Regions from separate parts of the Mus musculus genome. Here regions 2, 3, 4 and 5 are each linked to region 1. The links are chromatin contacts, called in public ChIA-PET and HiChIP or PLAC-seq maps. All regions are on one chromosome and are shown on one strand. Each heading gives the region's core, a stretch centred on a gene start, on an enhancer-like site or on the middle of the called end of the contact. The rest is flanking DNA. Distances are from core to core; before and after follow the strand shown.

What was found. ChIA-PET counts read pairs in DNA pulled down with a chosen protein or histone mark. HiChIP or PLAC-seq counts read pairs in DNA pulled down with a chosen protein or histone mark.
Region 2: a contact with region 1 is called in an H3K27ac HiChIP or PLAC-seq map of large pre-B cells, with 3 times the contacts expected there. The contact joins the promoter of Kidins220 here to the enhancer-like site in region 1. A contact is called at or near these places in 3 of 39 promoter capture datasets (the C10 cell line, cranial neural crest and pre-B cells) and 2 of 115 datasets of contacts at active chromatin or transcription factors (bone marrow-derived macrophages and large pre-B cells).
Region 3: an RNA polymerase II ChIA-PET map of memory CD8 T cells shows a contact between it and region 1, with 10 read pairs. The contact joins two enhancer-like sites. A contact is called at or near these places in 1 of 484 Hi-C or Micro-C datasets (nephron progenitors) and 2 of 115 datasets of contacts at active chromatin or transcription factors (large pre-B cells and memory CD8 T cells).
Region 4: a contact with region 1 is called in an RNA polymerase II ChIA-PET map of effector CD8 T cells, with 7 read pairs. The contact joins two enhancer-like sites. A contact is called at or near these places in 3 of 115 datasets of contacts at active chromatin or transcription factors (acute myeloid leukemia, effector CD8 T cells and large pre-B cells).
Region 5: a contact with region 1 is called in an RNA polymerase II ChIA-PET map of memory CD8 T cells, with 6 read pairs. The contact joins two enhancer-like sites. A contact is called at or near these places in 3 of 115 datasets of contacts at active chromatin or transcription factors (CD8 T cells, acute myeloid leukemia and memory CD8 T cells).

Annotation. Positions count from the first base shown.
Region 1 is chr12:25,914,614-25,920,768 of GRCm38.p6, forward strand. No RefSeq gene overlaps it. Among named protein-coding and RNA genes, the nearest start is that of Gm29835, 61 kb to the right of the region's middle. Within about 2 kb of position 3,623, at least 26 of the 459 cell types and tissues checked have an H3K27ac peak or open chromatin away from gene starts, as enhancers often do. A contact at or near this core is called in CD8 T cells, effector CD8 T cells and memory CD8 T cells, where this site is marked.
Region 2 is chr12:24,972,226-24,978,380 of GRCm38.p6, forward strand. It overlaps Kidins220 (kinase D-interacting substrate 220), which reads left to right and starts at 2,707. Exons shown (of 32, transcript NM_001081378.1): 1 at 2,707-2,837. Gm36236 (a long non-coding RNA gene) reads right to left here and starts at 3,372. Exons shown (of 2, transcript XR_381341.3): 1 at 3,134-3,372; 2 at 1-2,888.
Region 3 is chr12:25,010,813-25,016,967 of GRCm38.p6, forward strand. It overlaps Kidins220 (kinase D-interacting substrate 220), which reads left to right. Exons shown (of 32, transcript NM_001081378.1): 19 at 83-326; 20 at 688-776; 21 at 2,485-2,629; 22 at 6,078-6,155. Among named protein-coding and RNA genes, the nearest start is that of Gm36236, 38 kb to the left of the region's middle. Within about 2 kb of position 2,524, at least 89 of the 459 cell types and tissues checked have an H3K27ac peak or open chromatin away from gene starts, as enhancers often do. A contact at or near this core is called in memory CD8 T cells, where this site is marked.
Region 4 is chr12:25,238,320-25,244,474 of GRCm38.p6, forward strand. No RefSeq gene overlaps it. Among named protein-coding and RNA genes, the nearest start is that of Gm36441, 32 kb to the left of the region's middle. Within about 2 kb of position 3,527, at least 106 of the 459 cell types and tissues checked have an H3K27ac peak or open chromatin away from gene starts, as enhancers often do. A contact at or near this core is called in effector CD8 T cells, where this site is marked.
Region 5 is chr12:25,312,406-25,318,560 of GRCm38.p6, forward strand. No RefSeq gene overlaps it. Among named protein-coding and RNA genes, the nearest start is that of Gm46343, 12 kb to the left of the region's middle. Within about 2 kb of position 3,771, at least 46 of the 459 cell types and tissues checked have an H3K27ac peak or open chromatin away from gene starts, as enhancers often do. A contact at or near this core is called in CD8 T cells and memory CD8 T cells, where this site is marked.

The DNA.
Region 1 (6,155 bases), core at 2,373-4,872:
GCAATACAGTCCATTTTGATGAAGAAGACATGACAGCAGGAGCAGGAAGGTGGGTGATCCATTTCAAGACAGGCTGCAAATTTCATCACAAAGTGTCATTTCATCTGCATGCAGGAAGCAGAGGAAGAGAAAAGGAAGTGGGGCTACCATTACCTCAAAGCCCACCCCGAGTGATGGTCTTTATTCAACTCCTAAGGGTCATGACCTTCCCACACAACGCTACCAGCTGGGATCCAAATGTTCAAACATATAAGGGCTATATCATTCATACCATCACAGATGATATGGTATAAGGCAGAAACTATCTCCAAGAACATTCAAAGCTAGTTATAGGTACACTGCCATTGCATTTGCTACAGCTTTCCATTTCCTTTGTTTAATTTCAGAGCCATAGGGTAGGGATCACAGTTCTCCTGGGTTTTGCTAAATGATGACAGTAATATTAACATTTGAAGACAGGTTACAAATTTCATCACAAAGTGTCGTAAAAATTCTGCTCTGAACACATTAAATTTACATGCCTCTGGACTTTAAGTTTGTAGGACATTATCAATACTTTTTCTGGGAACTGAATATGAGACTTTGTGTAGAAGTGACTATTATCTTTGCCTGTGACTATAAGAATTGGGCCATGCTCACTTGCCAAGGTATGAAGTGGTCACAATAACTCTCCTCTAGGAGTGACTAATGTGAAGCCACAGCAGTTGGACATAACCTTTGTTGTCTTAGTTATTCAGAGCTAATTACACTGGGCAGAGCTCTCTTGCCTAAAATTGCCCAGCTCTTCTGAGATTGAGCCTGCTTTCTTTTATTCTATGCTTTACATATGAAGATACTTTCTGTTTAATCAATTTCTTGTAAATGCCACTGAAGGCACAGAAACTATCTTGCATTATCCAGTGGGCAGATCTTGATGTTAGCACAGTATCTTGCCTCCAATGGGCTGTAAGCTTAGATGCTTTGCAGCTTTTATAAAGGCTTCCCAAAAATTTGCCTAGGAATTTCATAAATTCATTCTTTTTAATAGCTGAATAGTACTCCATTGTGTAAATGTACCACATTTTCTGTACCCATTCCTCTGTTGAGGGGCATCTGGGTTCTTTCCAGCTTCTGGCTATTATAAATAAGGCTGCTTTGAACATAATGGAGTACGTGCCCTTCTTACTAGTTGGAACATCTTCTGGTTATATGCCCAGGAGAGGTATTGCGGGATCCTCCGAACTCAAATGATATGTACTCACAGATAAGTGGATATTAGCCCAGAAACTTAGAATACCCAAGATATAAGTTACAATTTGCAAAACACATGAAACTCAAGAAGAACAAAGACCAAAGTGTAGACACTTTGCTCCTTCTTAGAATTGGGAACAAAGCATCCATGGAAGGAGTTACAGAGACAAAGTTTGGAGCTGAGACAAAAGGATGGACCATCTAGAGACTGCCATATCCAGGGTTCCATCCCATAATCAGCTTCCAAACGCTGACACCATTGCATACACTAGCAAGATTTTGCTGAAAGGACGCTGATATAGCTCTCTCTTGTGAGGCTATGCCGGTGCCTGGCAAACACATAAGTGGATGCTCACAGTCAGCTATGGGATGGATCACAGGGCCCCCAATGGAGGAGCTAGAGAAAGTACCCAAGGAGCTAAAGGGATCTGCAACCCTATAGATGAAACAACATTATGAACTAACCAGTACCCCGGAGCTCTTAACTCTAGCTGCATATGTATCAAAAGATGGCCTAGTCGGCCATCACTGGAAAGAGAGGCCCATTGGACACACAAACTTTATATGCCCCAGTACAGGGGAACCCCAGGGCCAAAAAGTGGGAGTGGGTGGGTAGGGGAGTGGGAGGGAGGGTATTTTGGGATAGCATTGGAAATATAAATGAGGAAAATACCTAATTAAAAAAAAAGACTCTATACCAGGAATTGCTTTAATAGTTGAAAATAAATAAATAAATAAAGGCTTCCCAAGTCAGAGGCAGTGAACTCAATTACCCTATGGAGCTTAGTCTCATTCCTTGTCTCCTTTCTTGTGCTCTATAGAAACTGCACCACCCCAGGCTCGCATGACCCACTGAAATTGGAAGGGCATAGTGTGTAGGCTCATCTTCCATAACCATGGAGGAGAAATGGCCTTCACAGCACTGCTGCCATTTCTACTTCCCAGTTAGTGCTGTCTCCCTTCCAGAGCAGGCCCATTTGATCCCTATGTTGCATCTGGCTTCCATAAGAGGGTGTGCGGTGGCCAGCACACTGCTGAAGCAGCAACAGTAGTTCCAGAATACATAATGTATTACACAGCAGTGGGCTTCTACCGGAGTGCCAGGGAGTCTGAGATGAGTTTCCTTTCTCTCTTGTTAAATATCTCCCTAATACAAAAACATACGTATCGTGAACGAATCTTTCATGCCATAGCTACGACCTTACCACCAGCCATCATTCAGATGATAATGGAACGCTGATGATATTAGGGGTGTGGCGGGGAAATGAATGAGCTGTTTACTCACCCAGGCAGTGCTCAGAATCTCTGGGTTGGAACTGAAATGGGACAGTGCTTGCCATAAGATGAGCTGTCCAGATTTTCAGCTTTCAGCATAATGGCTGGTTTGATGACTGTTTTACTTATTTTCAAAGACAATTTGGACTCTGTCCTCTCAAAGGGTCACCACTGAATGTCCATTTCATATGGTGGGGAGTCATTTTTGGATTTACTGTGTGGAAGAGTCTGTGTAGCTTTTGCTTTGGAGATAACTTCTTCAAAAGTAGACTACACGATTCCTTTCCTGTCTTAGCTGGGGGTGGGAGGGTTGAAATCCTTGTTAAGTGTAAAACCTGGGTGATGGGACTTTGTCAACAGTGCTACAGGACTGTCACTTGCAGGACTGGAGCTGCAGAACAGAAAGGTTTCTGGGTCACCTTTGCAGCCAGGAGCACAGGGATGTATGCCAAATCTGCCGTGACCACCCAGCTAACAGCTCAGCTCAGCTCAGCATGTGCTGCTAAGAGTCATGACAAATCACACAATTCCTTTCAAGTCTTTCAGGATCAGACATCAGAAATAGTTACTCTTTTAATTAAAATGGTCCTTTGACAATTTGATGCATGGATATAATGCATTCTGATGAGCCTTACCCCCAACTCTCCCCTATGTCGCTCTGAAAAATTCCTTTCCCACATTCATGTCTTCTGGGTTTTGGCTGCCTGTGACCACAGGTTTGAAGTTATTCATTGGAGCCGGTGGGCTCAACAGTGAGCATACATCTGAAGACTGTCAGTAGCCAATAGTTTACCCGCTTTTATTTTGAGACATCTCTCACTAAAGTCCTTGATCTCTACAATCTCATGCAGGCTTTGAACTTTTACCCTCAGTAATTGGGTATTCCTTCCAGTAGTTGGAATCACAAGGCTGTGTGTCCAGGCCCAGCTTTCTCCTTGACTCATTCATTAAGGGCAAGTGTATCAGTGCTGCCCTCACCTCTAGAGTCAGATGGGGCTTTCTTCCTCTCAGGAAGTTCCTGGTACGAATGAAGAAGAGAGGAACAACTGAGTGTGAATAAGCATAAGGAAATGCATGTGTGTAACTGTGGGGCTGCACTCCTGGTATCAGCAGGGGCTACATTTCCTCACTGCCTGGGGTTTCATGACTGAGCTACATGGAGCAGAACCCCCTAACTGTCTCTGAAACCCTTCCTCATTCAAACAAACACCAAAGTAAAAGAAATAGCTAGTGACCACTTCTAAAAACAAATCAAGATGGAGCTCTGTACTGACTAAATGTTTTGTTTTTGTTTTTGTTTGGTTTTGTTTGGTTTTGTTTGGTTTTGTTTTTTACAAATGATGAACTAATTAGGCTCTCGAAGAGAAAGATCAATGATAGCCACTAACGAATTAGAATGTTTATCATGATATACTACAATAAAAGTTGTTTTAAAACTACAAACCGTTTCTAGAACTTTCTGTCTGTAGTTCAAGCTATGTAAAGTGAAACTGGATCTGAGGTTTGCTGAACCCTTCACAGGATGTGGGGGTCTCAGCTGAAAGGCAATCCTGCTGGTTTCTGTGCAGTGGAGATGAGAGCAGAGTCACTGTGGAGGGCACATCCTCTTCCCAGGAAGCTCTTCGTTATTCTCTCTCCCTCTACTCTTCTGTGCCCACTCAGGGCAGAAGTCAAGATGGAGACAAAGGGCTTTAAGTGGCCACAGCTTTGGGCTCCTGACACCTGTTGCTCTTGGTTCACTCTCAACAGTGAAAGCAGGAAGGACTCCTGGGGAAGTGAGCTCCTTCAATCTCTGACACATTCTCTTCTTACCTTTGCCTTGGTCGTGAGATCTTACCACAGCAATAAGCAAGTAAGGAAGATCCCAATTCAGAAGTCTTACAACTCATACAAAGAGCAGCTTCCTGCAGCGGTTAATGCTGATGATTAGGTGACAAAATGGGGTTGACTTTGGAGGAAGCCAGTGTCACCATCATTTGTTAACTTGGGGTGTGCAGTGAAGTTCCCTGATTCAGCCACACCCAAGAGCAAGATCCTGGAGATGACTGGTTGATTGTTAGGGCTTCCTTTCTCTAGAACACAGGATGCTGCTGACTGAGAGCCAGCCTTGGCTTATCCTTAGTTCCCTTAATAGCTATTTATGGGCAGCCCTTGTATACGGCCTAACATCCTTTTGATTATCAAGTAAACCTTTGAAATATATTAACTTAGCAGACTAATGGCCTCTACTAAGACCACAGCTAAGAACATTATCAGAAAACATTTGAGGTCCATATCAGAGACTTCCCTGTTTTGGTGTGCCATACCTACCTGGTATTTTACACCAATGTATTTGGTAATCACCTTGATTTATGACTTTCTTTTGATCTGTGAATATAAAATTTGCATGTAACTGCCTCTGTGGTAGAATATTTTATTTGGAATATCCTGGGTTGTAGCCACTCATATTTCTCTCAGAATATACTTCCTCTTACTCATTTTGGAGAAGGGTTGCATTTTATATTGCCACAGGAAAAGGGGCTGGACCAGTTGTCATTTCTATATAGAATAGGTGAACTTTTTATGTTGTGATCCTTCTAAGCATCCTCTAGACCAAAGAGTGGTAGACATAATTTAAAAACTGACCTTTGACCTTTTCCTCTTTCTGGAGTTTGATCACAAAAGTAACTCATGGTACAGAGTTAATGAACATTCCTTTTTGGAATAACTTTATTTTGTGGAGGGGAAAAATCAGTTAAATTTAAAATTCTGTGGAGAAAAATTCACTTATTATGGAAAGAAGAAATCTGCTGAACCGCCCAAAAATAACTCAGGCAGTTAGCGTCCTCCAGCTTGCCTGTGCTACTGATACGCTTAGTTTACTACCTCAGTTCCATCTGCTAGAGGTACCTGCTCTCAGATGGGGTGGTATTTGCTCGCTGAATTAATGAAGAATATAGCATCTTTAGAAAAGTACACTGTTTTTGATGCATTATTTAACTTAGGTTGTTCACCACAAACTTTTGAATTAAATACACCAAATAATACAGACCACCTAGGCAAGCCAAATCAACCCCACACTGCCTGATAGAACACGCCTAAGCAGAATAGGGATTGTTTGAGCACTAACTTCTTTGTGAGCTAAATGAGATTCATGGGGCTAGAAGTCTAGACTTAGTGAAAACTGGATCTATTTTCAATATATCAGTGAGTCTCATCCTGTATCCTTTATTCAAACCGCATAGCTAGGAGAAAAACGATAATACATTTGAATGCTTTTACAATTAAGTCTTTAAGTGCTGTCAGAATCCATACAGTGGGACTGGTTAATACCCTTGATGGGCGAAGGTGAAGATGGTAAACATACTGGGTCTCCTTGATCTCTCAGCCAGTTGTGCAATGTGATGATAAAGAGAATGGAAGATTTTGGGTGTGAGCATGCTCCTCTTTTAGTTGGGGAATGACAGTACCAACCTCCTTGGCCCAGTGTAAAAAGCCTCGTTAGAGTGTGCAGCCCACATCCCCAAACTGTATACATTGTAAGGGTCAAGCAGTTAGCTGTAGCAACCCTGCTGAATGGGAAAACCTGCAGTCTTCCTTCATCAATTGTTTAGGGATAGGTGGGTTTCAGGAAGGACACTGCCTCATCTCTTCTGAATTCTGACAGTAAT
Region 2 (6,155 bases), core at 1,457-3,956, 940 kb before region 1:
AGACAATGAAACTGAAGCCACAGAGAAAGATTAGACCGTTGAAGTCATCAGGCCAGGTGCTGATGCTATGGAAAAAGGACCCGAGGGCGATCAAATTACAGCCTTGTTGGAGAGAGTGGCAAGGAGTGGAAAGATAATGCCTATTTTTCCTTCTCCATAAAAACACATGACAAGAAGGTAAGCCAGACTCTCAAAGCCGCTGATTCAGAGTCTTGGGTTGTTGAGTGATTCCAGAATCAACCCCACTGGGTGTGTCTCTTGGAAAGATCTAGGCAGGCTACATGAACCAGAGAAAGACCAGAGAGCAAGGGAAGAGGCATGTCTTTGAGACAAAACTGAGGAGGAAACCTTAGTTCTGCAGTAGTTCGATTGCAAGACTGGGTATGAGGGTCCATAGCGTGGAAGGGACCAGGGGCTGGCAAATCCTTGTTATCAAAATGAAACTTTCCCCTGAATCAGAGTAACCGTTCAGAGGCAGGAGGTAGAGGATAGAAACGTGTAGATTAACCCTGCTTCACCTAGGACTGCCCTGCAAACACTGCCTTCTTATCTCTCCCAATCCCCACAACATTTTGAATGCTTCTAAAAATCACTTTTATAAAATGTTATCTAGTCATTCTTAAATAATTAAAAAATTTATTTTATGGAAGGAATGCCTTATCCCTATAATTAAAAGGAAAAGGTCTGAGAGTTTTACCCCAATTCCTGTTCAGACCTGTCTGGTCCATGGCAGGGCAGGGGCTGGCTTTATAATTGTTGGAATGTGTTCCCAGCCTCCCTTGCCTCTCCTCACTGAGCCCACTCTGCATCCTGGTACCCTAACCTGCAGTTCCTAACCACAGTGCTTTCCAGATCAGCCCTAGGGAAGAATGGTGTGCTCCCTGAATGTCTGCAGGGATTTGGTTTCAATGATGGGAAGAAAGGTAGGTCGCCGAGCTGGGCTTGTGTCTGAGACCAAAGGCAATCAGTGGGATGTGCTTGCCCCTCATTCTGGTTTCCCCGCTGGAGGCAGAGAGCTCTGTGTAGGAAAGCATGAGCCTGGTCCTGTCTAAAGCCAGCTTCCTGGCTTGTGGAAGTCATCCCATTAATCTACTTGTCCCTCTGCACAAGTTAAAGGTACATGAAGGAGGGTCTGGGAGACTTGCATGAGAAATGAGTTGGAAGGCTAGGGCCAGGAACCTTCAGCCAATCTTTCTCAAATGTGAGCTGAGCCCCTGGGGGTAGCCCCCAAGGGCACAGGAACTACATTTCTGCAGCTATTTCTCTTCAGTGAGATCTTTTCAGTGACCTCTCTCACCCCTTGATAACATTCTCCCTCCCCTTCCCTCCCTTCTCTCCTTCCTTCCTCTTCTTCATCTTCTTCTTCTTCCTCCTCCTCTTGAGACAGGGTTTCACTATGCAGCCAGCCTCTAACTCACAGAGATTCCCCCTGCCTCTGCTTCTGAGTGCTGAGGGCAAAGGTGTGTACCACGAAGCCCAGTGTGTCTATTAGCAGAAAATACTGGCCAGTTTGCCCTGGCAGGGTTTGAAGGGGAAGGCAGGCAGAACAGGGCAAGGTCTGTGAGGGCACGCCTTCCAAGAGCCTCACTCCCAGGTGCTGTGGGGAACGGGCTCCACGGATGGGGGGGGCAGTACTGAAGAGTTTAACTGAGAAGTGCTTAGTGTCCTGACAGATAAGAAGAGTTCTGGGTAGGGAGAGGAGTTGAGAGAGTCGGCAGCCCATGGGGGAGTAAAAGGTTTAAAATAGATCTGAGTGATTAACACAGGAACTGCTTAGACAGTATGGGGTGATATGTGAGATAACTTTCCACTTCCTGTGGGGGTCCCACTCACTTCCGGAGATGGATCAGGAGGGAGCCTATAATATCGGCCATATTGGGGATGAGACTGACCGTGGGCAGAACTCTGGAACTCTGAATTAATTAAGGTAGGTGGAACCTGGGAAGGAGTACCATGCCTGGAAGAAGACTAGGAAATGGGTGTCAGGAGGCCCTTTGAAGGGAATATTGCCAGGATGGGGTTGCTGATGGTGGTCAGGGATCAGTTAATAGCATTTGGTGATACTTCTGCAGAGGTGGGAAGAGCAAAGTCTGGAAGGGCCTTGGGGGGTTGGGGCGGGGGGTCCTCAGCTGGAAGGAGGCAGTATGGACGTCTGCGGAGGCAGTGCATTCTTCCGATGATGGAGAAGGCAGATTTCGGACTTCTGGACCCTGGAAGGAGGAACTAAGCGACTTTCATTTGCAAAGTGGGCAATGGCTTCCAAAGTTGTAATTGTTGTTTATTTCTCTGAATTATTGCTTATAATGCCAGGTACGGGTTATAAATTAACTTTCAAAAGCGCGAATGACAGGGAAAAATATTGCCTGGGGCACCTGTGAAAAATACACTAATTTAGCTGGGTCAGCTGGGAGGTGGAGGCAGGAGGATCGGGAGCGTAAAGGTCATTCTTGGCTACATAGCAAGTTTGAAGCCTGCTTGGGCGACTTTGACTCTGTATCAAAACCAACCCAACCCAACCCAACCTAACCCAACCCAAACCATCTGAAGCCAAACCAGGCAAAGAAGCAATGTTTCCATTCCTTTAAAATAGAGGGAAGGGCGTCCAAGCCACTTCAGCACCTGCAACTCCTCCCACACTGCCCCCTCCAGGAGGCGTGGCCACAAGGAGCACCGCCCACCACACGACCACGTGACCTGTCAGTTCCTGACTCCTAGGAAGATGGCCGCCGGGCGTGGTGCGGGCATAGCTGTGTGCTCTTGGCGTCTTGTCCTCTGACAAGGTCTGCGGCGCTGTTCTGCAGAGCTGAGGGCGCCGTCTTCGGCCAGGCCGTGACACGGTCAGTGCGGAGGCGGAGAGGTCGGGTGAGGCAGAGCGACAGTGTCCGAGGCTGGGGGAGGGGGGAGGGGAAAGGGAGACGAGTCTGTCGGTGGCACCGGAGAGGGGGAGGGGGCCGGGATCGGAGGCTGGGTGCGGGGCGTCCGGGCGTCGGGCGAGGTCGGTGCAGCCAAGCGCGGAAGGCAGGCGCTCCGGTGCGGCGTTCTCCCGTGGGCACTGACTCCAGGCCCAGGCCGCTTTCCTTGTTGTCACACCCATCACTTAGTGAGTCCCGCAGCCGGTGCCCCTGAGCCTTACCTTCTTGGTTGCTTTGCTTTCCAGGGAGGAGAAGTTGTTTTCTTCTGTGCTAAATTGCCGAACCCACTGCCCCCATTGTCCTGTGCAGGCTTTTAAACGCCTTGCAAGATGCCCGCAAGCCCCCGAATAGAACGCGTCCATGTTTGCTTTGTGGGGATTTGTATACATTTTTTTTCCCTAGGTTGTCTTCACGTTTAAACCATTTTAGACCATTTTCTCATTAATAACTGTTTGTGGAGCTCTCTGCCCCCTAGAGGTGCTTGCTAAAAATGCACCGGTTTTGCTTTTCAGAGCTTCCCATTTCTTGGTGTGGGGTGTGGCTGAGGAAAAACCTCTTGGAGGTGATTCTGATGGGTTAGTCCCCCGCTCTCTTTTTGACGCTACGAAAAAACAAAGCGTCTACAGTAAAAGGAAAAGACACATAATCTATTTTTAAGGGCAGTTGGGTGTCTGGTTCAGAGCCAAGACTGGAAATGCTGTGGCAAGGTGCGTTCTTTGTTCTCAAGCTTTACAACGACAGTCAGTCAACTTGATCAGACCGACTTGGGGGTCCTTGTTAAAAATTTGTTTCTGAGCTTCACCACAGGCCTGCAAAAATGGGACTATTTGGGTCAGGAGACAAATAATTGCACACCAGTTTGAGAATCCTTTTAAACACTCTGAGAATGGTTTCCAGATTTATCTTTGGCATCTCGTTTCCATAAATTCTTTTCTCTTTTTCATTTTTTTCTACCTTCCCTCCTTCCCTCCCTCCCTCCCTCCCTCCCTCCCTCCTTTTTCTCCTCCTCCTTCATCCCCCTCTTCTCCTTTTTTTCCTCTCCCTCCCTGGTCTTCTTAATATGTAGCCCTGGTCTGCTTGGAACTGATAGAGATCAGCCTGCTTCTGCCTCCCAGGCCCCTGTGCCACTACATCATTCTCTAGTTATCAGCTCTTTAAGGGTATCCCCACAGCCCCAATCAATTCTAAGGTGGCTGGTTGGAAGGGGCACACATATGTAACGAAATGCCTGCTGCCTTCTTTCCTAGACTTTCCCATTTCCTCCCACCTCTCCTCTTTTCTTTCCCTTCCATCCCTGCACGCATGGGTGCTCTTTCTCTGGTGTTCATGACAACAACACTAACATTGTTTTTCTTTCCCAGTCACATGGTCGTTTATTATTTTCCTTATCTCTGGATATTTTGTTCTGTCCAAAATTCAAACTTTGGGAATTCTATTTGGTTAAACGTAATGTCTTGCATTTCTTTTCCACTTTAATTGCCTGATTCCTTTCCTGTAGGCTGTCTGTTTTGGTCCCTAACTTGTGCCTAGAGTTCTGATTCTTTTTTTTTTTTTTTAAGTCTATATTGTGTATGCATGCACTGCTAAATTATATTTTTCTATATATGATCCCGTGTGAGCCTGCCATCCCCTTTTCCAGCTTTTGTTGAAGAATGTCAGTTTTATTTTTCTTCACTGAATTCCTGAATGTTTGGAAGGCACAAGCAGAAACCTTGGGGAAAGGAGGCTTCTGGGGTTGAGGAGAGGTCAGAATCCTGGGTAGCTTGATGACCTGTGTCTCAGGGGCCACACTGAGGCCGCACTGACGAAGAGACTTTCTCTGTTCATAGCTGTAAGCTCACTCTCTGATGATTGTGGTTTTACTTACACAGCATCAATCGTGGCCTGGACAGTTGTGTTTTTAAAGATGCATTTATTGCATTTACATGAGTACACTGTCACTCTCTTCAGACACACCAGGAGAGGACACCAGATACCATTACAATAGTTGTGAGCCACCATGTGGTTGCTGGGAATTGAACTCAGGACCTCTGGAAGAGCAGCCAGTTAGTGTTCTTAACCACCGAGCCATCTCTCCAGCCCTGACCTGGACAGTTTTAATTCCAATTCTGGACTGGCCCAGCTTATCTTTTGAGTGTCACATGTACAGATTGTTGTTATAGCCTTGTGTGCGGCTTATGGTAGAGAGTATGCTGTTGAGGGTGAAGGGCCCTCTCTGTGGACAAAGACACCCAAAAGAGGCTTCCTTATGTGTCTATGTCGTTACTGAACTTGACCATTCCCTCATGAGATCCTTCTTGTTCTAGGCCTGTAATGGGTTCTGAAGACATAACCGTGGAGACAGACTGTAAGCTTAAAGAGACACATATCTAAGCCATTGTGGACGTTGAAGCCATAGCTGTCACTTGTATGCAGGATATGTTTTGGATTATTGGGAGTATAAATGCTGGCATTCCAGGTTGATGAACATGGGCAAACTCATGATTCTACCAACACTGGGTTGGTTCTACCTTATGGTACTACCAGGCACTTCTCCAGCTGTTAGAAACTGAGTGGTGAACAGAGCCCTGATTCTTACTGAACTCTTTGGTGGAGTAGGGAAAGCAGGCTAAATAAGTAACTGGTACGTGGAGTCATGCTAAACACTATCCTGAAGAAAGCTAGTTATGGAATGGTGGTAGTAGTGGGAAGCAAGAGCTGTTTTATATGTAGAGGCTGGGGATGCTCTGGTCAGGTAACGTTTGTATGGAAACACAAGATGGCTTGAATAAAGTGAAGTGGAGACTGGTAGGAGATGAACCTAGGAGAAGGAGCAGTTTAAGCAAAACTAGAGCTAGGAGTGCCATGCCATGCAAGAATATGACACTGGCTTTTATTTTTTTATTATTTTCTTTAAATACATTTCAAATGCTATCTGGAAAGTTCCCTATACCCTCCCCCTGCCCTGCTCCCCTACCTACCCACTCCCACTTCTTGGCCCTGGTGTTCCCTTGTATTGGGGCATATAGAGTTTCCAAGACCAAGGGGCCTCTCTTACCAATGATGGCCGACTAGGCCATCTTCTGATACATATGCAGCTAGAGACACGAGCTCTGGGGGTACTGGTTAGTTCACACTGTTGTTCCACCTATAGGGTTGCAGACCCCTTTAGCTCCTTGGGTACTTTCTCTAGCTCCTCCATCGGGGGCCCTGTGTTCCATCCAATAGCTGACTATGAGCACCCACTTCTGTGTTTGCCAGGCA
Region 3 (6,155 bases), core at 1,274-3,773, 900 kb before region 1:
AAGGATAGTACATATTTTAAAAAAGATATTTCTTGTATAATTTAAAAATTCGCATCACGTCCATACCTTTCTTTTACCACAGGTCCGAGTTCTGTTTTCAAAGGGCCCTTTTATTGCCATTTTTGCAAGTGATCCACATATTATTATAAAGGCCATCAACCAGAACCTGAATAGTGTGCTTCGTGATTCAAATATAAATGGACATGACTATATGCGCAATATAGTTCATTTACCAGTTTTCCTTAATAGTCGTGGGCTTAGCAATGCAAGAAAATTTCTTGTAACTTCAGCAACAAATGGGGACATTTCGTGCTCAGAAGCAACAGGTAAGTATCAAGCCCTAGAGTGCTCAAGCTTGAAGGCAGCTTGTAGAAGGAGGGGTTTATTTAGCTATGCTCCAAAGGGATAAGAATTCAGCACCGTTATGGCGGGAAGCGTGGCAGTGGGGCTGGAGTAGCAAGCTGAGAGTTCCCATCTTACACTGCAAGTAGGAAACGGAGAGCAAACACAAAGGCATACATCTTCAAACTCTCAAAAGGCATCTCCAGGGACACACTTCCTGCAGCAAGCCTCATCCCCTAAGCCTCCCAAGCAGCAGCCTCAAGTGGGGCCCAGTGTTCAGACACAGGAGGCTCTGGGAGAAACTCATTTTAACCACCACAGTGCTGTCCCAATGCTTTCTTCCAGGAGTGCAGGAGGATGCTGACAGAAGAGTTTCACAGAACAGCCTTGGGGAGATGACAAAGCTTGGTAGCAAAACGGCCCTCAACAGAAGGGTAAGGTGCCATTCCTGCCGTTTAATGGTGTGATTGAATTTTCCTTAGAGTGTTGGGGTTGAGCCTTTCAAAGCCTTCCGCATGCTAGGCAAGTATTCTGCCACTTAGCTATATCCTGACTCTGATTTTTATTTTTTTAGCAGTCATTCAAATAAAATTAAGTTTGTGGCACCTAGTGTTCTTCTGTAAACAATGCCTAGTGTTCTCTGTAAACAACGCCTAGTGTACTCTGTAAACGCCTAGTGTTCTCTGTAATCAACGCCTAGTGTTCTCCTGTAAAGGCAAACACGAAGCTAAGCTCTTGAGGTCGGTGCGGAGCTCCCTTTCAGCGTCAGCTGCCTCAGAGCTGCCTGGAGGGTAAAGACCTTCATCAGGGAGGAGGCCCCCACCCCGCAGCCTCTTCCCAGATCACTGCTGACTCTGCACCTAAGTAGTAAGATTTCCTAGCCAGCAAATGATCGTGGCCTCACGTTCGTTCCTGAGCAGGTGCCGGCCCTACTTTTTTTTTTTTTTTTTAATCTCTTTAGGTTCTTTCTCTTTGCCCAATGTTTACAAGGTCTGGATTGTAGTCTCCACGCCCAGGTGTGATTCAGGGCCCTTCCCAGTCTCCCTGGGTTTCTGGTTCAGTGCTTCAGTCTCTCTGTCCACCCATCTTATTTGTAGAGCAAAACCAGGTGTATTTATTTAGGCTTGTAAAGTGGGAAGGTGTCCACAGGCAGGGGAGCTTTGCTGATAATGTCACTTACGGATGGCTGACGTGGGCTCATACTGGCATTGCCTGTTTTCTTGTTTGCTACCATCTGGACATTACTTTGGTTTTGTTTTGGTTTTGGTTTTGGTTTTGGTTTTTCGGGACAGGGTTTCTCTGTATAGCCCTGGCTGTCCTGGAACTCACTTTGTAGATCAGGCTGGCCTCAAACTCAGAAATCCACCTCCTGAGTGCTGGGATTAAAGGTGTGCACCACCACGCCCAGCTTTTTTTTTGGGGGGGGGGCATTACTTTTTAAACCTTGTGTCTTTGGCTTTGTGCCCACATGCTTTGCAGGATATGAATTCAGAGATAATATGAGTGACAAATGATAGCGCCAAGGTCAGGGGGGTGTGTGATGCTGCATGTTGGATTTCTCTCTTGGCAGCCCAGGTTCTTGGGGACCTATGGTTTCATCTACCTTTCCCATGCGTCAGGACTCGGGGGAGTGTTCTTCTCTTAGGAGTGGGATACCTTAGCCACTCCAGCCCACTCTACAGGGTGCCTTCAACTCTTTGAGGAAATGCCAGGGAAGTTAAGAGTGGCTGTGCCTGGGATAAAATCGTGTTACACTTTAAAACACCCTAAAAATAGAGATGCTGAATCCCTAGAACCATGAAGGAACTTACCTGCTTTATTGTTTTATGGCTCCTAGTACGAGGCTTTATGGAGCTTGACCGTGATTTTCTTTACAGAGTTCTGTGCACTTCTTATCTGAGACATTACGTTTTCTCTAACACATGGGATGCCTGCCTGCCAACTCTACTGAGTCATTGCTCTGGAAAGTGCCTCAGAAGTGACTGTACTTGACTAGCCTGCAATCTTTCTCTTTGGTTAATATTGTGAATTCTGCTTTTCTTACCCACTGAGTTGGCTCTGCAGTCTGTTTTGTTGGTCTTACCATAAGCGTGCATGTTAACTCTCAAGGATGGGTGTTTCTCACTGGTGCTGTTGTTTCAGGATACTTACCGCAGAAGGCAGATGCAGAGAACCATCACGAGGCAGATGTCCTTTGATCTCACAAAGCTGCTGGTTACTGAGGATTGGTTCAGTGACATCAGTCCACAAACCATGAGACGGTTACTCAATATTGTTTCGGTGACAGGTGACTTTTGTTTTTCAAGTTCTGTGACAGATAATAAGTTTTATTTTGTTTATATTGTTTTGAGATAGTAGGCATTGAACTCAGGGCTTGTGCAAGCTCTGTGAATGTTGTGCTATTGAGTTGCACCCCCAGACTCACCATAAGTTTTAACGTTAACAGAGCACTTTGAGTGTGAGCTGTGTTGGTAGTGGTAGATGATAGTAGTAACTTTTTTGTAATAGTACTTGACAATCTGATATCACTTGGGAATTTATCTTAAAAGTTCATCATTTTAAAGTTCTTTTACTTTATATTTAGGCTAAATTTATATAATTTATATAACTGAGCACATTAATATTTGTGCTGAAATTCAGATTTTTATATACTGCCATATTATTTCAGTTTTTCTATGATAATTTGAATAAAAATATTTGTAATACAATGGAGACTATTAGCTAGGCAGTGGTGGCCCACATCTTTAATCTCAACACTCTGGAGGCAGAGACAGGCATATCTTTGATCAGGTTCAAGGCAAGCTTGGTCTACAGAGTGAACTCTAGGTCAGCCAGAGCTAAACAGAGAAACCCTGTCTCGAACCTCCCAAGCCTGCCCCATTCCCCAAAAAGGAGCTTATTGCTATGACTGAATTCTTTGTGTGGACGCTGCTCTTCTGTATGTTAAGGCTAATTAGCATGAGAGCAGTCATAGACACACTTGCATTTTAACTTCTAGAATGTGTGTCTTTCCTTACATGGTATTGCTTGGTACCTTCTGGTGTTTCCTAGTGTTGACTCTGTCAATTGGAATTGCATTTTATACTAAGTTTAGGGCTCCTGACGTAAACTGTATTATAGGTGGGGGTCATACCTAAGATAACATTTTATAGTTATAAATCTCTTTAAATGAGACTTCAATCTTCCAATGCTGGTTCGACAGAGGAACTGTTTCCTGATATTATTGCTAACACCGACATTCTCACTTGACAATATGTCTTATCATCCTTCTTATGCCCAGAGTTGGTCTGGGCATGGTAGAAATTTAACAGGAAGTAAGATAGCACCCCTCCCACTCAAGCACCTCCCTTTCCCTGGAACTTCTCCTGGCTCTGCCCCTCCTGGCTCTGCCCCTGCCTTGGCCCTGCTTCTGTTCTCAGCAAAGCTCCTTGGTAGAGCACACTGCCCTCTCCCATGCTGTTCTTCCTCCAGTCCTCCCAGATTTCCCAAGACCCTTCTCAGGGCTTCAGCGAGGAGACTGCACTTGAGGTTCCCCAATGGCTCCTACAGGGAGCGTGCAGGGCCAGGGCTCCATCCTTATCTGGATGCCACAAGCAGCTGTAGCAATGGTTTCCCTCCTAACTGTTGCTAGTTAACACATTGTGTCCTCTTGCTCTTTAATATTAGGCTGCCCGTGACTACAGTTCTTGGAGCTCAACTTTGTATCTTGACCAGTTTTCATTAACATGGCCTGTCATGATTCTGAGCAGTGGGTTTTCTCAATTCTTTAGGTGTTTCCCTACCTATAAGCTTTTCCATGAGACCTTCCTGCATCTCAAACGAAACGATTCTGCCGCCTCCTTCCATGTTTCCTCCTACTCCATAGAACAGCTGTCTTCTGACACATACTGTCTTTGTCTGTCTGTTCTCTGGAAGGGGAGACCCTCATGCAAGGGTCTTTGTCTGATCTGCTTAACCGCAGTACCCACTTCAGCATCTGGAATAGATTGTGAATGAGTAAGAGACCTGAATGAAATTAGAACCACACTTCACATGGCTCTTTGAGAGAAGCATTCTGAGGAAAAGGAGCAGCAACTGCAGAGGCTGGGAGCTGGATTCCAAGAACAGCTAGAGTGCCAGCCTGGGTGGAGTGAGAGGAGCAGAGCGGCGTGAAGTGGTGTCAGAGAGCTGCAGCTCATCCGAGGCCTTAGGGCTCCAGAATCCACAGCAAGGAATTTAGAGTGTTGAGACATCTTCAGGGACTCCAAAGAGACCTGAGTTGATACCTTTAAATAATTGATGCTAGCCAGGCCTGGTGGCACAGATTCAAAATGTAAGCTACTCACAGGGCTGAGGCAGGAGGATCTCAAGTTCATGGCCAGCCTGGGCAACTTAGTGAGTTGGATGTGAAGGTTTACATCTGTAGTCCTAGCAGTCTGGAAGTGGAGGCAGGAGAATCAGGAAGTCAGAGCCAACAGGCTACATGGACCCCTATGTTTTAAAAACTAAAAACTCAGCCTCTACAAGAAGGATATTGTCAAGCTTATCTTAGTGCTTAGTCTTCCATTTTTGTTGCTCCCCCAAAAGACACATTTAGTTAAATGTTCACCTAGTTATTTCATAGGTTGTCAGTTGCTGGGTTTATCATCTGTTTTGCTGAGTGAACGCTTCTGAGGAAGGCTGTGACTGCATCACCTGTTCTGTTCTGTTCTGTTCTGTTCTGTTCTGTTCTGTTCTGTTCTGTTCTGTTCTGGGTTTTACCACAGTTAGTAGTCACGGTAAGCCCATAGTTGGCAAATGCTTGTAGCATCGCTCACTGGGATGAAGGAGTCATCCTGTCATGCATCCAGAAGAGCACACCCATCTTCCCGGAAGGTCAGTGGTGAGATGCAGAGGGAGGGCCTGAGGCCAGGGAAGAGCTGGATGAGGGGTTGTCACCTGTATCACGTGCGGGCCAGCAGGATCCCCATGAGAGCCTGTCAGACAAGTAGATGTGGGTGCAGGTATGGACTGACCTGGTGGCAATAGGATAGAGCTGCTGTTGTTCTCACTTAAGAACCAAGCCTCTCTGTAGTCCTGTCAAGGTGAAGGCCTCAAAACACTGCAGGGAAGCCTTGATTCTGAAAGCTTGCCAGTGCAGTTGTCCTCAAACTAGCATGCCCTGAGGAATGCTCAGTTAGTCCTCTGAACACCCTAAGAACAAGCTAATTGTATTCCACGTGTAGACAACAAGTTTTAGATACATCGTAACACAATCTATGTGAGTAAGTAAGAAGGGAAGTAAATTGAGCCATAACACAGAGACTGACCAGTATGTTTGGGTTCCATTAAGGTCCCAGAGCTGTCCTTAGCAGTCAGCATGGACTACCATGGCGTTTTATTTTGTTTGTTGGTTTATTTTTTGAGACAGTCTTACTGTGGCTCAGGTTGGCCTCAAGACTTGTCCTCTTCTACTTCAGCCTTCAGTGTGCCAGGGTTACTGATGTCCTCTTCTACTTCAGCCTCCAGTGTGCCAGGGTTACTGATGTCCTCTTCTACTTCAGCCTCCAGTGTGCCAGGGTTACTGATGTCTGCCACTATGCCCTCTGAGTCTTTAAAACCTGGATTTTAGAAACCATATAAATACTTGATTTAAATCTGTAGTATAAACAAGTGGCAAATTTTTCAAATTTTAAATATCAATTATTTGTGACTATGTTATGTAATTATTTTGCTTAGTATGTTATTAATTTAAAATGTTTATGTGTTCATTAAAGGGCGGCTACTAAGAGCCAATCAGATTACTTTCAACTGGGACAGGCTAGCCAGCTGGATCAACCTTACTGAGCAGTGGC
Region 4 (6,155 bases), core at 2,277-4,776, 680 kb before region 1:
AGCAATAGAAATGTAGAACATTCTAGAATATACTACAGAAAGTTTACAGGGTAACAATGCCTTGAATGTTCCTCTGGGTATGTCTGCCGAGACTTTCTTTCTGATATACCCCTTGCCTGTGTCTAATCATGCCACCCATCCAGATCTTCTGGCTGACTCTTGAAGCTGGGTGTGCCAGGCTGGGGTTAGCAAGAGATTCTGGGAGCAGTTACCCTCAATCCGCATTCCCCAGCTCTGGGATCTGATGCCTTTTGTGTCTCATCCCCTTCCCATCAAGTGGACAAGTTCAGGCCCCATATCAGGGAACTGGAGAGATTGGGCAAGATGATGAAGGTAGGTCACGTACCCAGGGACACACAGCAGATATTATGTGCAGACCAAATCATTCTCAGCTCATCAGACATTCTGCCTCTCCCGTTTCCCTCACACTGTCATCTGTTGGGTGCGTTTGTGTCCCTCCAAGCAATCTCTGTCCTGAGTCACTCTCCTCCTAATGGGTTCCTTAGATGTGTGTGTATGAGTGTGTGTGTGTGAGTGTGTTTGTGTATATTTAGTGTGTGTGTGTGTTGATACTTGTAGATGCTTGTTCCCAGCAGTGGACAAACTTGAGTGTCATTTCTTAGGTTCTGTCTACTTCTTTTTATTGAAAGAAGGTCTCTCACTGGCTTGGAATTCTCCAAGTAGGCTAGGTTGACTGATAGGAAGTCCCAGAAATCTGCCTGTCTCTGTCTACCCAATATGGGGATTATGAATGGGAGCCATGCCACATGCCTTTTCTTTTACATGGGCTATGAAGATCTAATTCGGATCTTGCAAGTGCTTTACTGATTGAATGGACTGCCCAGCCCCAGAGGCATCTTTCTAAAGTAGATATCTGGTCATAATTTTCCACCAGAAAATACCCAGACCGGCTCCAGTGTCTTCAGGTACAATGCCACCTCCTTAGCAAGACACACGAGCCTTATCGGGGCTCACTGAGACTGAATCACCAACCACAGAGCGTACACAGGTCAGACCTAGGCCCCCTGCACATATGTAACAGATGTGCAACTTGGTCTTCATGTGGGACCCCTAACAGCAGGAGCAGGGGCTGTCACTGACTCTGTTGTCTGCCTTTGGATCCCTTCCCCACTAACTGGACTGCCTTGCCTAGCCCCACTAGAATAAAATGCACCGAGTCCTATTAGAACTTGATATATCAAGGTGGGATAATATCCAAGGGAAGGCTCCCCTTCTCTAAGGAGAAAGGGGGGAGGGTGAGGGGAGGGGCGTTGAGAGGGAGGGACTGAGAGAAGAGGGGGATGGGGAAACTTCCATTGGGATGTAAAGTAAATAAATAAATTAATGAAAACAAAACCAAAAAACCAAAACCAAAACCAAAAAAAAAAAAAAAAAAAGCAAGCAAGCAAACAAAAAAAAACCCACCCAAAACCTCCAAAATCAACCAAACAAAAAACACACGGGGCCAAAGAAGGTGAAAAAGAGGGTGAATACTGCACTACCCTCCTCCCTTGTTCTGACTCTGCATAGGGATCTAAACAACTGCCACCTAGCTACGGGTGGCTCTTACCCTGATGTCCTCTGGTCCCAGGCTTCTCTCTCTGTACACCTGACCTGTGTCCCCTGAAACCTCCCAGACCTTTGGGCCACTTCTGCTTCCAGCTCCTGTGGCCCAAGTGCTTAGATCTGTCAGAGTACTGGGGATCTAGGACAAAGGCAGAGTCCTCCCCAACAGTGCCCCCGGGTGCTCCTCTACCAAGGCTGGTTTCTGGAAGGCTCTTGAAGGGTGATACTATTGGATTTTGTTTCAGAGGTGGGTTTCACTCCTCCCATGCCCCACACAGCACAGCCTTGCGAGCTGAGCTCAGACGGAGTCAGCCTGCTGCCTCGCCACTGTGAGGTGGTGACTCAGGGGATAACTGTGGGCAGGGGGGCTTTCCAGCAACCCAGTTAGCTGAAACCACACAGCAGCCTTCCTAGCCTGTGGGGTGACCTACTTCTCAGTTCCCGCAGCTTCGACGCCCAGCCGGCAGAATGTTGATGAGGAGGCCGTGCGCTGGCCTCTGGTGAGAAAAGGGGACAGAGATGCCGCTGGTTGATTTGACCTTGCAGAGCTGTGGGGACAGGATGTCCTGTTCTTTCTGATGCTGGGAAGTGGTCTGGGTAAAGGGGACTTCCTGTTAAGTCCGGTAAGTTCCCAAGGAAGGGGGACCGCAAAGGCTGTTTGGTTACACTCACCCAAGAGATTCTTCATTCGAACCCTCCTAACTAACCTTCCTGGGTGCATTTCCCAACCAGAAGGAACAAATCCCAAAGGGCTCCTCGCCCAGCTCCTCAGTTCGTGTTTTAGTGCTGAGGTGAAGAGCGTACTCTCTGCCTTGCATCCACGTGTAAGTACACCCTTCTCTCCCGTCTCAGGGCAGGAGGAACTGCTGGTGGGTCATCCAGGTGACTCACACTGCCTTAGTCCACCCATCCCTACAGAGACACAGAGATGCCTAACAAGGTCACTGGTCTCTTTCTTTCTTCAGTCTGGTCTTAACACCATGGCAGCACCTCCTTTTTCGTGAATCTTTTCCCAGCCAATCCCTTCTCCACGGGGATGGCCCAGATTCCCCTCCTGGGACTCCAGGCAGTAAAACTGTCCTAATTGGCTACTGTTTCCTCTCTCACCACTCTACTCTCTCTGGCTAGGATATCCCTGGAAGCCAGCAGCCTACTTAGCACTTGCCAGCCCAAGGAAACTGACCCTGTGGGTATAAAACATGCCCGGCCAGGCCACACACCACAAGACTTTTACACCCCTCCCCTGTGTGTTTTCATTGCAGGTTGGAGGAGGATAATGTGGAATGGTAGAAATGGGCCTTTAAAATAGGATGGCTTAGCCTTGCCTGGCTCCCTTCGTATTTAGCACCTGCAGGCAGGCCTGGCAGGATCTGCAGGCTACCTGTAAAACAGAGAGAAAGGGGACTCTGGCAACTTCCCTCTATGTGACTGCTAATGCTTGAGGTATACAAGCCATAGGCAGGGAGAAGGTGGGGAGTCAGTCAAGACCCGGTTTGACAAGGGTACTTGAATTTGAGGGCTTCCTGACTTCTCTGACTCTCAGTTAGCTCATCTGTTAAATGGGTTTAATCACACTGCCTACATAGGAAAGATGTAGAAACAGTCCTAATAAATGTCCACTGACAGAAAGATGTGTAAAGAAAACATAGCATCTACAAAGGATGGAATATTATTTAGCCCTCAAGAAGAAGGAATGGGTAAGCCTTGAGGACATTTACTAAGTAAAATATGCCAGCCATAGAAAACAAACACTATATGATTTCATGTACTTGTGGCATTTGGAAGTAGCCACATTCATGGCCTCAGTGAATGGAATGATACCAGGAAGTGGAGAGAGAAGGGAACAGACAGGAAGTTTCCCTGATGCTGAATGTATAAGCTATAGACATTGGGCCTCCAGTGAGCAGCAATTTCCTGAATACTTGCATGTCTGTTAACACGGGCAATCTCATATTGAGAGTTCTTACCACAATAAAAAAGTCATCTGCATGGGAAAAACAATATTACCCACATCACAGAGCTTGCACAGTCTAAGACAGCGTGCCAAGAATATATGCATTTGGTAGTTGGTAGCTGTGCTTGCTGGTAGATGGCTGGGTAAGTCCTTAAAGAGGAAGAATCAGGCAGGTAATGTTATACGAGTTGGGTTCTTTAGACTTCTAATTTATTCTCTCACCCTCACAGTGTCATGTGACTCATATCAGGGACCTTCCAGCTTGTTTTAGACAGGGTCTCTGTGGTTTTTTGCTACACATGCTGGTTGGCTTATGAGCTCCTGTCTCTGCCCCTTGTCTCTCTGTAGGAGCGTTTTGGTCAGATGTGCTGTGGCATCCATCTTTTACGAAGGTTCTGGGATCTTGTGTAGAAAGCGCTTTACCCACTGAGCTATCTTCCAGCCTCTCACTCACTCTCGAGGTCTTAACATTGTGGAAATGTCTTATATATCATTTCTGACCATCATAAATTTAAGTATCGATTAGTAATCTCTTTTATGGAAAAGTAGATTCATGTGTTCCCAGCACACTTTAAAGAGTCAAAATACATTGTCACTTGCTAATTTCTGGCAACAAGGCCAAATCTTAAATAAAGAATTAGATATTTAGGAAGCAGAAACTGAGGTTTCTCAATCTCGCTGAGTTACCCACCCCCCCTCAGTGTATGGTGCAATGAGTGGCTCACAAGCTCTTATAGCCACTAAATGATGTTCTCCTCAGCCCTTGGGCACCCGTGGACACGGGGGAGTTTGGGCTCTGGGCTGTGAGTGAGGAGTGAGCTTGAGATCTGACAACTGACACCTTGGCATCCCCATCCCTTGTCCCATACCAAAGCCCAGGAGTTAAGAAAAGGACCACCCACTTATCAGTGAGTGCATATCAAGTGAGTCCTTTTGTGATTGGGTTACCTCACTCAGGATGATATCTTCCAGATCCATCCATTTGCCCAAGAGTTTCACAAATTCATTGTTTTTAATAGCGGGGAGTAGTACTCCATTGTGTAAATGTACCACATTTTCTGTATCCATTCCTCTGTTGAGGGACATCTGGGTTCTTTCCAGCTTCTGACTATTATAAATAAGGCTGCTTAATGAGCATAGTAGAGCATGTGTCCTTATTACCAGTTGGAACATCTTCTGGGTATATGCCCAGGAGAGGTTTTGCTGTGATATTAGCCTAGAAACTTAGAATATCCAAGATACAATCTGCAAAACACAAGAAGTCGTCTTCTTCTTCTTCTTCTTCTTCTTCTTCTTCTTCTTCTTCTTCTTCTTCTTCTTCTTCTTCTTCTTCTTCTTCTTCTTCTTCTTCTTCTTCTTCTTCTTCTTCTCCCCCTTCTCCCCCTTCTCCCCCTTCTCCCCCTTCTCCCCCTTCTCCCCCTTCTCCCCCTTCTCCCCCTTCTCCCCCTTCTCCCCCTTCTCCCCCTTCTCCCCCTTCTCCCCCTTCTCCCCCTTCTCCCCCTTCTCCCCCTTCTCCCCCTTCTCCTCCTTCTCCTCCTCCTCCTTCCCCTTTCCCTCTTCCTCCTCTTCCTCCTCTTCCTCCTCCTTCTTTTCTTTAAAGATTTATTTATTTATTATATGTAAGTACACCGTAGCTGTCTTCAGACACTCCAGAAGAGGGAGTCAGATCTCATTACGGATGATTGTGAGCCACCATGTGGTTGCTGGGATTTGAACTCAGGACCTTCAGAAGAGCAGTCAGTGCTCTTAACCTCTGAGCCATCTCTCCAGCCCTGACCCCTTCTTTATTATGAACTCTACAGCACTCTCTGTATCCAACAGGGGACAAAGACAGCAGGCAGCATGACATGCAATGTCTTTTCAGATAGCAAGTTGGTATTGTTGAAATGTTCTATCCCAGCTCTGCACTTTAACTCCCAGGAGTTCACTTCAGGATCAGGGCAGGTCTGTGAGCACTGATTCCCATTTTTAAATGTATGGGAAAGAAACCATTTTAATGTCTAAGATAGAGGCATCAACAATAAATTCTGTCATTTACATACATAAACTATTTAAAAGCTATTAAAATTGATTTAGGGGCTTGGAAGATATCCCAGTTGTGAATCCAGACTTGGACCTCAAGCATAAAGATCTGAGTTCAGATTCCCCAGCATAAATGTAAATGCTGGGCATGGTGGTGTGCATCTGTAACTCAGTGCTGGGGTGTTCGGGGCTGGGTGTGTGTGCAGACACAGACAAATCACAGAGCTTGATGGACAGCCAGTCTAGCCAATCAGGGAGCATTAGTTCAGTTAGAGATTCTGTCTCAGAAAATAAGGTAGAAAGTGATAGATGGAAATCATCTGACATTGAGTTCTGGTCTTCATGTGTACCTGAATGCATATGTATGCACATGCACAAACACACAAATAAAAATTAAATCAGCTGAGCAGTGGTGGCACATGCCTTTAATCCCAGCACTCGGGGGGGCAGAGGCAGGCGGATTTTTGAGTTCGAGGCCAGCCTGGTTTACAGAGTGAGTTCCAAGACAGCCAGGGCTATACAAAGAAATTCTGTCTCAAAAAAAATTTTAAAAAAGAAAAAATAGAAATTAAATAGAAATTAAATCAGTTTAAAGAGTGGCTAATAATATGGA
Region 5 (6,155 bases), core at 2,521-5,020, 600 kb before region 1:
CCTTCAGGAAGGGCAAAGCTATAGCTGAAGCAGCTGGAAGGTGATTGGAATATTTAATCATGGCTTCTATTTCTGGGTTTTTGACTTTTCTTGCCTGAGGTACAGTGAGAATGTAATACAAAATTTGATTAGAGGAAAAACTAGTGTAACCGGTTCAGCCTCTTGAGATAAAAATGTGGTAATATTACTTTCATACTTCTAATAAATGTATTCCACTCACATACACCCTTGCAGAGTACTCTCTTGAAGGTCTTCCATGATATGAATGCACACTTGTGGATGGGAGTTGGTCCCTCAACACGAAGGTTCAGTCAATGTTAAGCCATAAGGGGAAAGCATCTCATGCCTTGTGATGTAGTTGTGTATCCCTCCTGCTGGGTGTCACTCTTGGATGTAGATGGTCCTGCACAGCTCCACAGTGGCCACAGTACCAAGCAGCTGAGGTCCCATGTTCTCCGTTCCTGTAGAGATAAAGATGATAGCCCATAGTGACTACACAAAGATACAGTTCTTTCAGGTCTTAAGTTTTACCTGAAGTAGGGCTCAGTATTGGGGCTATACTCAGAGGAGGTATCTGGAGAAACTACCCTTATAGCAGTTTGACCCGGCTGTATATGTAGGATATGTGAGAGCCACCACAGTGGGCTTCAGGCTTTAGATTGAGCCCGAGTTGACACCTGGCTCTCAGTGACTCTCTAGTGTCTTCCTCTTTGGAACCCACGGAGTTTTCTCTCAAAGGCCTTGGGGCTGGCTTCTGGTCCTTTTGAGTGACCTTCATTTTCAGTGTCTGCATTCTCTTATGAATCTGTGAAGCTCTATTTCAATACCACTTTTTCATACCATGGGGAGAGGCTGTTTGCTTATGTTCAATACAAAATATTCACTGTCCCTCCAGGGAATCTTCCCTGAATGAAGAAGGGATGTTTGAAATGATGGTATCTATCTACCCCCAACAAAGTGTGTGGCTGTGACTGCAGCTGGGGGAGGGAGTAGGTGGCAAACAGTCTTTGGCATTCAGTTCTGGGAAATTCAAAGCCCATAGACTGAGATTTGCATGCCACATTGTCCTTGGTTTGTCTTCAGACCATTCAAGGCCAAAATCTTTCAGTCCTCACTGGCTGGAAGGTTGACTTATGTCTCTGAAATGCCAAAGTTGGTTTCTGGGGTTGAAGTCATTCCTTTTCCAAATGATTCAAAATTTGAAGGAATATTTAAAAATTGTATTTGAAATTGACATATTTAGGACAGTTTTCAAAAAGATTAAAGTTGTGATTCCTATAAATACAAATGGATACCTGAAAATAAAAATGAAGCTTTAGTTCAACTCATTAATCAAAGGACCAATAGGAGGCTGCAACTAATTTAAAAAAGAATCCAATACATGCATGCAGACACACACACATACACACACACACACACACACACACACACACACAGAGAGAGAGAGAGAGAGAGAGAGAGAGAGAGACAGATAGATAGATAGACAGACAGACAGAATCATTAGAGGGAATTTACAAATAGTTATGAACTGCTCAAAAAGCCATGGCACATGACCCCAAGCATAATTTGCGTGCCTATGGATATGACTCAGGTATTTTTTTAATATAAAGGTAAATTTTCTATAACTTATAGGTGTAAAATGATTCACACATAAGGAAAGTGAGCCATAACTTGGAACAATTTGGCAAGACAAAGAATAGTCTCTGTTTAGTTTTTGTCTATTCTGGAGCCTGACACGGTTTTCATAGATACTTGTTTCTAAGTTCACCTGAGGGATGATGGTCTCCTGGCAAGCTGTATCACAAGGAAGACACTTACACAGATTCACAGGCACTTGTTTCAGGTTATTCTTAGGACCACACTATGCTCTGTTCCTCCTTTTTTTTCTGTACAGTGTGATGCAGAAAGCCCAGACCTGAGAACAGGGCTGTGTTCTCAGTGCATGACTGACTTGCGATGCTTTTTCAGAGCACCTCTGGTCTGAACTTCAAGTTCTCTCTGAAAAGACGTAGGTAGTATTTTAGAGACCTCACCTTGTCTCTGCATCATGGGCTTAAGGAGACCTCTCCTTCTGACTGCCAAGAAGTTTCATGTTTGCAAATCCATCTTTCACTTTAGAGCACATAGGATCTCACCTCCACAGCTCTGTGATGCCTTCTTCACTGTACACAGGCATTTACTGGCTCCATCATCTATTCAGAAGCATCATCCAGAGGTCCCAAGTTCATGATGTTTCTTATCCTTCACATCAGCTCTAGCCCAGCTCTTCTTAGCTTTACTTCCAATGCACCTGTCCAGCTCAGCATCCTCAGAGTTTCTAATGTCACTACTGTGAGCCATGCCATGCCAGATATTTCCTGGTTTACTCTCAGGATCTCTTGAGCTTACGGAGTCTTCCTACATCCAGTCAGGCCCTCTAAACTTCCTGCAGAAATATTCAGGGTGACCTTCTAAAATATGCATGTCCTTTGCTTAAAATCTTTAATAAGTTTGCATTGCAACAATAAAAACTCAGTATCCCTCCTATGCCCTGAAATGCTGTGTGGGATTTGTTGTGTGGCTTCCCTCTCCATCTCTGTGTCCTCCAGCTGACAGGCTCTCTGATTCCATGCCCTGATTCTTTTCTGTTTCTGAGGGGGCTATGCTTATTCTTCCTGTAGTGACACAGGACACCCTCAGTCTAGGGTGTTCTTTCTGGGACTCAGATCCTCAGCTCAAATGTCACCTTTTCAGCACCCCACCCCCCGACCTCCATTGTGAGTTTATCATACTTCTTCTCACCATCTTGGCTGCATCTCTTTCTGATTATTTCTCACACCTTAGCCCCTTCTCTTCTGCACCCCTGGTCTCTTACCTGCTTTCCCTGTTTCCTTCCCTTCTCTTATTTATAATAGACCACACCACACATCTGTACCTCTGTGGCTTGCCTAATGTTATGTCTTTTACTGAATAATTTTATATGCCCCATTCTTGGTGTCACAGTTGATGGACATGCTTATTCATATTTACTTATCTCTAAAAAGCTGCACACATCCAGCCGAGATAAATTGATGTCAGCACGTTCATAGCTCTGGTTACATGTATCTACAAACCCATGGTTCCTAGTAGAGGCAGAGAATCTCTTTTGCTGTGCTAGATACATACTTTGTTCTTATCCTTAAATCAAGAAACCCTAATGCCAGTCTTTTATGTGATTAGAGAAACAAAATGAAGTGGTTTTTTTTTTTTTAAATAAGAACAGAATGTAATACATCTCGTGATTTCTTCCATGTGACCTATTTCCCTTTGTTCATATACACACTGACACATTTTCTTCTATAGTTTTTATCTTCTCCCCTAGGAAGATAAAACAGCCCTTCATGATACATATTAATTTTAGAATCATTAAGTAATTAGAAAAACCAGGTGCGATAAATATAGAAGTCATTAAAAAGTTCATAGAATAGTTTGACTTTAGAAGGACTTTGTGCTTAAAATGTTTCATTCTAACCATGAAAAATTGACTGGATCCAGATGACAGAAAAGGAAAATGGGCAATAAAGGAAGGTGGGCGGTGTGAATGGGAAAAGTCGCCCTTGCATGGCTAACACAGACCCTGGCTTAATTTCCACTGGGTGGTGTTATGTTTTAGGTGTAAAATGTCCCCCATGGGCTCTTGTACCTAGCTTGGTTCCCAGCTGTTACTGTTTTGACAGGTTATAGAGCCTGTGGGAAGTGGAGCCTAGCTGGAGGAAGTGGGAGATGGGCCTTGAGGTTTATAGCTGAGCCTCACTTCCTGTTCTGCTGTGTTTCCTGGTCTGCTGACATGCAGTGAGCATCCTCAGGCTCCTGCTGCTATGCCTTCTTCACTGTGATGGCCTGTGCTCTCAAACAATGAGAGAGTCCAAGATGGCTTTAGTAGCAGACAGATTTTTCTTTAAGAATGCACTGGAAGCAGGGGCAAGGTATGACCATTCCAGCAGCGTCATGGAGGAAATGATGGAGCCCAGACCATCAGAAATTATTTACGCTAGAGATTACAGTCATCCTCAAATCTGAATTGATCCTCAGGTGTGTACTGCCTGCATCCAGCTACCCTTGTGCTCTGTCTTGCTCATTCTCAAATCTACAGAATCAGTCTTGAACTTGAAGGAGGGAAATATGGAGACACCGGCTGGGTAGTGAAGGCCACCTTCTCTCAAAGTTCACAGAGTCAAGGTTTTGTTTTACTGCTTATGAAGGCTGGAAACTTTAGTCAAAGGGAATAATTCCAAGGAATATATAGTGTTTTACATGGGTTGTGTTAAATAACGCAGAAGACATTCCTGGCACACATGAGGTAGAGTGCCAAGGATCTGACCATGGCCAGATGCTAGGGATGGTCTTCTATTGCCATCTGTTTTCTCATTTTCTTAGCAAATACTATACTTATTCATTAGAAAATTAAAAAAATATTTATTAACTGGGGTCCACTGGTAACCAGGGACTTCTCCAATCAGGATTATAAATTAAACAATTTGTGGAATTATTTCCTACCTTGCCATTCCTATAGGGCTGTAGTGCCCTGAAGGACAGGGAGGGTGCAGAGTAAGCAGGTTTAGTGTGGGCTAGCTCATATGGAACCTGAGGGCAAGGAAGGAAAGATTGCTAATGCTTACTTGGCTTGCGTCTGTATCATTTCTTTACAAGGAGCAATGTTTCTTTGTAAGTTAAAACCTCAATAAAAAGAAACAAGAAGCCTTGCAAAAAGCTCTGAGAGTTCCAACCTTAGACACCTAGTGCATTCCCCCTATGTCTGACTCAAAACTGGGATGTGGCCTTGTGGGGAAAAACATTCCCTAATGGATACCAACATTTTTTGAGTATATACCTTTTGGAAGAACATGTCTGAAGGGCTAGAAAGGCAATAAACCATGACCCTTCTGTCCTTTAGTTGGCAAAACAAAGTAGCTCGCTTCAGAGGGCACTATAGGGGTGGGTAGAGATCCTTCCTTCCTTCCCTCTCTCCCTGCTTCTCTTTCCCTCTCCTCCTTTCCTTCTTTCCCAGAGCCTTGAGCATTGTAAACTACGGCACATGCTCTGTGATGAGCTCCACCATCCACTTGGTCTGACATTGAGCTTCTTCGGAACAATGAACAGCATCAAAGCTCAGCACTAAAATTTCAGGAAACATGTCCTCCACGTACTTTTGAAGGATGTAGCCAGCTCTCATCCAGGCACAACATTTGGGCTTCAATCAATCACAGTGGCTGTTTGGATCATGCTTCACGCTAAGGCCAGCCCAGAGCTTGGACCAATGGAGCAGTCTCCACATCCCATTCTCTTTCCTGTGCAGCCTCTAAATGTGGTCTGCCAAATCACTGAGCAGAGTGTTGGATCTACCACTCTTGCTCTACGTGTAGCCCAATTCTTAATTCTTATTTCATCGAGTTTAACTTTTTAAAAATCTAATTCCTGTGCAGTTTTTACTAAAACCATCCCAAGATGACCAATAATAGCAAGTAATGTGTGCTGCTGTGTATGTTAGGAGTCAAATGCCCTTTTTCAATGTGCAAGGTGCTAGGGTAGGCTCCATTATAAGCAGCTGGACTTTTAGAAAGATGGTAAATCTCCTAGCCTATGTTCAGGGGCATGCTGTCCCTAATTTAGGCTTTGAGTACACGGCATTGACCTTTCTCTTGAAGGTCTCTTCTTTTTAGGAAAGGATGTGGCCTTTGTGGGCTGACCTATATCTTAGCCCTCACAAATACAAGCTGTTACTTCTAGATACCCTCTGCCTGGTTTCTGAAGGTCTATGCAGTTGACATGGGAAATGTGTGACCTTGAGCTCCTCTTCCACAATTCCCTGTGGAGTATTTCACAGGGAGAACCTTGGCTATTAGCCAGCCTCCTCTACACAGTGACAGAACCTGCTGCTATTCTGTGTCCCTGGCCTCTGACTCCATACAAGGCTCGGGTAAGTCCCTAAATGGTTATAGGGGAGGGTCACAGTGACATATCTATATTTTCCCCCAGGCAACAAAGTATGTAGGGAGCAAAGCCAAAGATTTCAATTTGACACTTCTTAATCTACAAAATAAAAACAAGCCAGAACACAACTCACATGCTTGCAAGGAAGGGGGTGGGAAGTCCCCATGGGAATGGCTGGGAAGAACTGTGGAAGACGGCTATGCATC